Regions from separate parts of the Oryctolagus cuniculus genome. Here region 1 is linked to region 2. Evidence: chromatin contacts called from public Hi-C data. All regions are on one chromosome and are shown on one strand. The core of a region is the stretch at or near the end of the contact, and the rest is flanking DNA. Distances in the headings are between cores, read along the strand shown.

Evidence for each region. A called contact is a pair of places that touch in the nucleus more often than the background predicts.
Region 1: a Hi-C map of an unstated tissue shows a contact between it and region 2, with 5 times the contacts expected there. The contact joins two enhancer-like sites. A contact is called at or near these places in 5 of 6 Hi-C or Micro-C datasets (ear pinna, embryonic fibroblasts, psoas muscle and 2 more).

What each region holds. Positions count from the first base shown.
Region 1 is chr9:110,879,284-110,882,960 of mOryCun1.1, forward strand. It overlaps EMP1 (epithelial membrane protein 1), which reads left to right. Exons shown (of 5, transcript NM_001082357.1): 2 at 700-814; 3 at 2,657-2,753; 4 at 2,860-3,000. The coding sequence starts at 737. Among named protein-coding and RNA genes, the nearest start is that of EMP1, 14 kb to the left of the region's middle. Within about 2 kb of position 1,983, at least 1 of the 8 cell types and tissues checked has an H3K27ac peak or open chromatin away from gene starts, as enhancers often do.
Region 2 is chr9:110,750,382-110,753,970 of mOryCun1.1, forward strand. The region is part of intron 1 of GSG1 (germ cell associated 1); the gene reads right to left. Among named protein-coding and RNA genes, the nearest start is that of GSG1, 4.2 kb to the right of the region's middle. Within about 2 kb of position 2,175, at least 1 of the 8 cell types and tissues checked has an H3K27ac peak or open chromatin away from gene starts, as enhancers often do.

The DNA of each region.
Region 1 (3,677 bases), core at 733-3,232, 130 kb after region 2:
CCAAAGCCTGGGGTGCAATAATAGTAGTCTGCAATGTTCCATCAGTAGTGATCAGACCATTAAACTGTAATTAGGTTGTTATAATTATTGAATACCAAACAGCATTATAATAATAAAAGTTGTGTCTCACATTTTATATCACACCTGGGATCAAATTAGTAGCCTGTTCAGTGTATAGGCATTGAGTAATAACTGTTATTCTGCAAAAGCATTCACTGCTATTAAAATTGCTGGCTGAGCAGTTGGATGGAAGGAGCCTGGGCGCTTCCCAAGTGGAAAATGGAAATTTCTCTGACATTGTTTCACAGAAACCTGGAAATTACAAAAACCTTAAAAAAAAAAACCCAAAGCCCTGCTTTTGGACTCTGAAACACAAATAACACATCAATAATTGCCATAAAATGTAACAGGCTGTATTAAAGAAATAAATATGTAACCACCTGAGAAGAAACAGAATTGTAATTACATTGAGGTGTATGTAAATAGATGAATAGGCACGCAGGCTAACTGGGAATGAGGTGAACAAGGTGTTTTCCAGACTAAATGATGGCATTGTGATACTTTTGATACAATGTGATACATTGTGATTACTTTTCTTGTAACTGGCTCATTTTAGCAAGGAGCTCACACTTGGGGGAGAGCAGAATTGTCTTAGTGCATAGCAGTAACCATTTGTGTCCCTTTCTGTTTTCTTTGCAGGAACTTTCTCCACCCACAAGTTACCAAACCAGCCACAATGTTGGTGTTACTGGCTGCCATCTTTGTGGTCCACATTGCCACCTGTGTGATGCTGTTTGTTTCCACCATCGCCAATGTGAGTCCTGTTCTCCTCGTTCATGCACTGAGAAATTAGCTATTTACAGAAGGAGCTACTAAAGATGTTTAAGCCATAATCCTTGCCCTTTGTGAGCTTCTAGCTTAGTTGTGGGAAAACATACACACGTACACTCACACACTCGTACTTCCAGCAATGGAATAACGCAGAGATCGAGGCAAGTGCTCATGGGAGGGGTCACACTAGGGGCTGTGGGTGTGTGGAGACTGCTGGATACAGTGAGCTGCTTCAGTATCTGGAGAAGGAACAGTAGACAGAGGGAGTCCCCTCAGGGAAGGCTGGGTGGAGGGAGAACAGAGGTGCATTCCAGCTAGGAGGGCAAGCAAAGGTGCACGTGTTGGAAGGACAAGCTCTATTCAGGGACAAGGACACCCATGAGGCTGGTGCAGAAAGCCCGACAGATGGGAGTGAAGGGGGAGAGGCTTTGGTTGCCAGACCTACGAATTCAAGTTCTGAGCACAGAGTAGAATGTGATGGGGGGATTTTGCCACTGAACTCACTAACTCAAATGAAACAACAAAAATATCCCATAGAGATGGCCACAGGTGTTTCTGTCTGAACCTTGGGCTGTCCTGACCTCTAGTGGTGGTTTATAATGCTCAATTTGCTTTTCTTGCAAATTTTCAAGACAGCACCTTGGGCTTAAAAAACCAAGGCCCCCAATTACTATGCGGGCAAATGATGGTTCCTGATTCTGTTTCGGTCCCTGTTACGGTTACAACATAAGTGGGTTTCAAGTTCAGGGAGAAGAGCTTAGCAAACATGGGCGGGTGTGATCATAACCAAGGCTAATCTAAGCATAGCTGTGATAAGATGCAACCCATTCCCGTGGGGCCTCCTCTGGATTTTGTAATTCCACCCTTCTGTTTGCCAACCCTGTGTGTCTCTGGATAACAAGCCTGATAAACTTCTTCAAAGTCTGTTAGTGGATGGCAAAGTACCGCCCATCTGGGAATTATCAGCCCCTAATATAGGGCTTGGCGCAGGGCTGTGTGATGAGCGAGGAACGGGTAATTGCTCGTCGCTGCCTCTGCGTTCTGTGTGTACAAGCACGTGCATGCTGTAGACAGCACCAGAGGAGGAATTGCTTAGGCTGGGCAGGAAGGGATGCCAGCTCCACGGTGAGCCCGGGGCAATGCATCGTGGTCACTCTTCCACATTCAGCTGCCACCATGGGAAAGCTCTTGCTGCACTGTTTTATTCTGAAATTACTTTGCCTGCTGTGCCAGTCGAAGCCTGACCCTTCTGTTCCCAGGAAAGCAGCTTACTGACCGGACTCATTATTATTTTCCTGGTAGCCCTCATGGTTCTGTTGTTCCAGTTGGACATTTTCCCTTGACCTTTTTTTTTTTTTCTTGTTAGCCATGACCTTAACTGAAATAATCTTGATGGGGTATACAAGGACTTTTCAAAAAGCTATGGAAAATGTGTATTATGAAAGCACTGTGCATGCATTTTTTGTCCCCATATACAAGTCTGTTTCAATTATACTTTCCATACATTTTTTGAAGCACCCTCATGTGAATTGTTCATCCTTAAAACCAATTTTCTCATGCAGAGTTTCTGTTTCTTGGAACCTTAGAATTTTAAACCACTATGGGTGAATTACTTCCTGGTGTGTGTGTGTGTGTGTGTGTGTGTGTAAGACATGAGGAATGTGAAGTCCAAAGAAGTTAGGGGATTTAATTTTTTTCTTACTCTCACATTCTCTTATCTCTTGGGACCTTAGTTATTAAGACTTAGTAAGCTGGCTGTTTCTTTTTTTCCTTTTATAACGCTGAGTCTGTTTTAAATCTATGCTTTGCTTCTTTCCAATTCTAGGTCTGGGTGGTTTCAGACTCTATTAACGCATCTGTAGGTCTTTGGAGAAATTGCACCAGTGGGGACTGCAGTGGAGGCCTGTCATACGGCCATGAAGGTATGTACAAAGACAGCAGTGCAAGGCTGACCTTGGTGTGGTGGGGGAAGCGCCTCCATTCTTGGAGTTGTCTGATGCCCTTGCTCTCCTCCCCCTGTGTCTGCAGATGCCCTCAAGGCAGTGCAAGCCTTTATGATCCTCTCCATCATCTTCTCCGTCATCTCGCTCATCATCTTCGTGTTCCAGCTCTTCACCATGGAGAAGGGAAATCGGTTCTTCCTGTCAGGGGCCACCATGCTGGTGTGCTGTGAGTATCTCAGGGAGGCCGGCTCCAGTGTGCAGAGCGGAGGCTGCTGAGTCAGTCTTACCTTGGGAGCTCCTAGTGACAGGCGTGGATGAGCACACGGCTTAGGGATACTGCCTTGTGCAGTTCTCTCCTCTGATTGGTCTCTTGTGGAGAATCTTGGATCGCTGCCTGGACAAAGAAGCCTCACCTGCTTCGTTGTTTAAGGCTAGCGCTCCTGTGCAGCTGCCAGGTGGCCGGGCCCATCAGTAGCGGTTGTACATATGAAGTTGAAGAAGGCAGGAAGGTGGGAGTCCTCTTGAAGACAAAAGCATAGCCACAATGCCCACGACTATTTCACTTTGCATTCTCCTGCCATTCCCCACCCTGTCCACCCAGTTTGGGGGAAGCCCATATTCTTTTGCACCCCTGCATACCCTGCCTAGATATGCTGAGGTCCAGATAAGGAAGTGGGGTGTCAAACGTGATGTTTTGTGTTTTATGCCACACCTGCAGCCACACAAACCAGCTCAGATATGAGAGCTCTGCCATCTCCAGTTTATCTCCAGGACCCCAAGCTTGGTCCAGGGCAAAGCAACAGGATTCCTGTTTGGGATAATCAGAGTTTATTATCCCATTACCAGTGAGAGAAATGGGATTTTTTTTTAAACAATTATAAAAATCTTTCCTTGACTTTGATG
Region 2 (3,589 bases), core at 925-3,424:
TCATCTGCCACACCTTGGTCGAAGCTTTTCCTTCTGTCTCCAGTGCCTTGCATTCCTCCTACCTGGGGAATTGCTTGCCTCATCAAGACTGGAATGAAATGTCACTCATTCTTTGAGGATGTTTCAATTTTTCCGAGACAGATAGTTCCTTCCTCTTTGTCCTTGTCACTCTGCTCTCAACACTTTCTAAATTCCATTCTGATTATTTGTCATAACTGTGAATTCCCCCAAAGGCCCCTCCTTCATTTTAAAGTGACACTCTCAAATAGGACCAAGCATCAGAAAGATCTCTGGAATGTGGGGGACTATGCCATTTCTTGAACCCCACCCTGAGATTCCACAGTAGTCCTGGGGTGAGTCCCAGGAATTGGTCATTTTAAAAAGCTCTTAATATCCATCCAGGAAATTAATGGAAAATGACACCTGTTTGACTGATTGGGGTTTAGTTTTAATGCAACCCTCTAAATCCTGCTCTGCCTTTTCCCATCTCTCCCAGGTAAGCCACGAAGTCATGTTTCTCCCTTACTGTATTTGTGCAGTTAGTTTAAGGGATCAAAATCAGGTTCCCTTTAACTTCAATGTTTGTCCATGTCTGTCCAAGTGAGTCTCTTTGGATCCTGCTTTTGTCACCCAATATAGTCTCAGATTGATGTGAACGAGCTAAGTGGATAACATGGACGGATGTCCAGGCACGTTTTCTGTCTCACCCAAACGACCCTTTATCCGGTCTGACAGAACAAGCAGGAATTCTGTGATCACTTTTACAGTTGAATTGGCTCTGGGCTTCCTGGCTCCACAGAGCCAGGACAACGCTGGGTGGTGCTATCCCCTCACACTTCTTTCCTCTTCCTGCTTCCTTCCACATCAGGGAGATGTGGGTGGAGGTGGCCCCTCCTCCCTGTAGGACTGCTCTTTTTCCTCCTCGGGCCTGCTCCCTGCACACCCGTGCAGGAGCCCATGTGTCAGCCTGATGGAATTCACCGCTCACAGTGAACTCTGGGGGCATCCAGCCACTCCCTGGGGCACGTCTTGTAGGATTGCTTCCTGTAGCACATTTTTGTGTGGCCAGTTCCACTTTGCAGTGACTCCAGAGATCCTCAAATACTTCCCATGGGAAATCCAACAGCACACTATCAGAAAATACGGGCAGCCAAGGCTTCCTGATGAGCTTTCCTCACATTTTTCTGTCCTGAATGGTGTCCTCATTCCCTCTCCACCCCAGACCCCTGAACACTCCTTTTTCCTCCTCTGCACTTACACCCTTCAAATACTTGCAGACACTTCTCATATCCCGCTTGAGTCACTGGTTTGGCAGCCTTGTGTCTTTGGTTTTTATTGCCTCTGCTCATAAACCGCACCCCTTGTGCCTTAATAGCCTGAAGTTTGCCTTCTCCAGGGAAAAGGGGATAGGAGGGTGGAGTCATTCATGTGTTGCACGAGGAAGCCCAGAGGTAGATTTAGAGTGAGTGGGAGGAAACCCCAGCTTTGTGGCTGCCCGCTTGGTTGGGCCCCTTCCAAGACCCTGCTACCTAATTTCTACTTGTAATTTTATTTTTCTTAAAAAAAAAAAAAGATTTGATTTTAGGACTCCACAAAGCCTGGATCCTCCCAAGGAAGCGGTGTGTGTTTTGTGTGCGTGCTGGCCCGGCTGTTACACACGACTAGTCTTGTGCTACCCCCTCTCCAAGGACTCTGTGCCACAATGTCCAATTTCCTCTTTGTGACAAAACATGGGTTTCTCTGCCTGGCCGCAAAAATCGGAGCCCAGCATCCCACTCACTTCCTTTCATTGTAATTTGGGCATGTTAATATTTTTTTTCTTCCCTTTCCTCTCTCAGAAAAAGTAATTGCTAGTCAATGCAACATAAATATAATTAGGCTAGGCTCCGAAGCTCATGACTCAGTACAGACACAAAGATTCCACATCTCAACACAGTATTTAACTTTTGTGTGTTCCCATTTCAGGGTGCCTTCCACAAGGATATGTATGCACCTCACCATTTGTGACATCACAAAACCTAGAGGTGGGACTGAGCTGATTTACTGAGGTTCTCAGTCACTATTCCTGGGGGTGTTTGAAAAAAACTCCACATTTATTAGGTAGTTGCAAGGTGAAACAATGGTCTTGGGCACCAGCTGTCCTTTGTAAATGGGATTCAGTGCATTGCTTTGTGAGTCCGCTGTGGATTAGAGGGGATCCCAATGATCGAATGATCAGTAATGCTGAGCGTCAGCAGGTTGTGCACAACATCATTCCTTCAGTGCCACAGCCTGGGGGTAAGGATCCCAGTGTTTGGTTGAGTTTGTTTATTATTTGAAAGGCAGAGTTACAGAGAGGCAGAGAGAGAGAGAGAGAGAGAGAGAGAGAGAGAGAGATTCTTCCATCTGCTGGTTCATGCCCCAGATGGCCGCAACAGCAGGAACTGGGCCAATCCGAAGCCAGGAGCCAGGAGCTTATTCTGAGTCTCCCACATGGGTGCAGGGGCCCAAGGACTTGGGCCATTCTCTACTGCTTTCCCAGGCCATAGCAGAGAGCTGGATCAGAAGTGGAGCAGCCGGGACTCGAACAGGCGCCCATAGGAGATGACGGACGGCACTGCAGGCAGTGGCTTTACTTGCTATACTTGCTATGCCACAGCACCAGCCCCAGATTTTTTTTTTTTTCTATATCATCCACACTGGCACTTCCTTTAAGTTTCATTGACCTTCCCTGGCGATGATGCCTCTGTTCACCCTGGAGACAGATTTCTGATCCATGTTTATCAACTCCTTTCTGTTACTAGAGGAAAGACCGGAGTCCAGTGTAACCGTTTTGACTGTCAGTGAGTTCTCTGCTCCTGTTCCAGCACGCACCTCTCTCATGGGAATCATCACACGGCTGGCTTGTGTATTAGGATGCTCATGTGACTTTAAGTTGCTGGATAGAGTAGCAGCTGTGTTTTACTCATGGTTGAGCCTCAGGACCTAGCACTGTTTTAATACTCACCAATGAATGAAAGAGGTTCGCAACACAAATAAGCCTCAGGGGTTCACTTAGGGAGCCTCCAGGTAAAGATGTGAATGAAGCAGTGTGTCCAAACAGCGACCAGATGATTCCTCCCGACTCACACTCACAAGAGCCGAGCGGCTACCAGTGTCCGTAGATCCAGACACACCCTACGCCTTTCTACGCAGATGCCCCGAGTTTCACTCGATTCCCTGCCAAGAGATTTCCTCCCACCTGTGGAAACATTCCTGCTTTTCAATGAGCAAATCCCAGAAAACAGCAATGATTTAATGAGCAAGCATTCTCTCTAGTTCACAGAGACCAGGGAACAAACAGAGCACTCAAAGGCCAGACTGGAAACTCTGTTTCGTCGTTTCGCTGGCTGGGTGATTCCCTACTCATCAGAGCCCCACTAGATGTGTCTGAAATGTCACTCCAGTGCCGATGCTGGAGTCCTTCACCGGTGGGTGAAGGCAAGCACACGGGAGGGAAGGGCAGAGTGTTTGCCACCAAAACACTCTTGCTGGGTGGCCAAAATGTCTACAACGGCCACAGGACACAGCTCTGAGATAATTAATTATTCTCAGCTGTAATCAGTGTCAA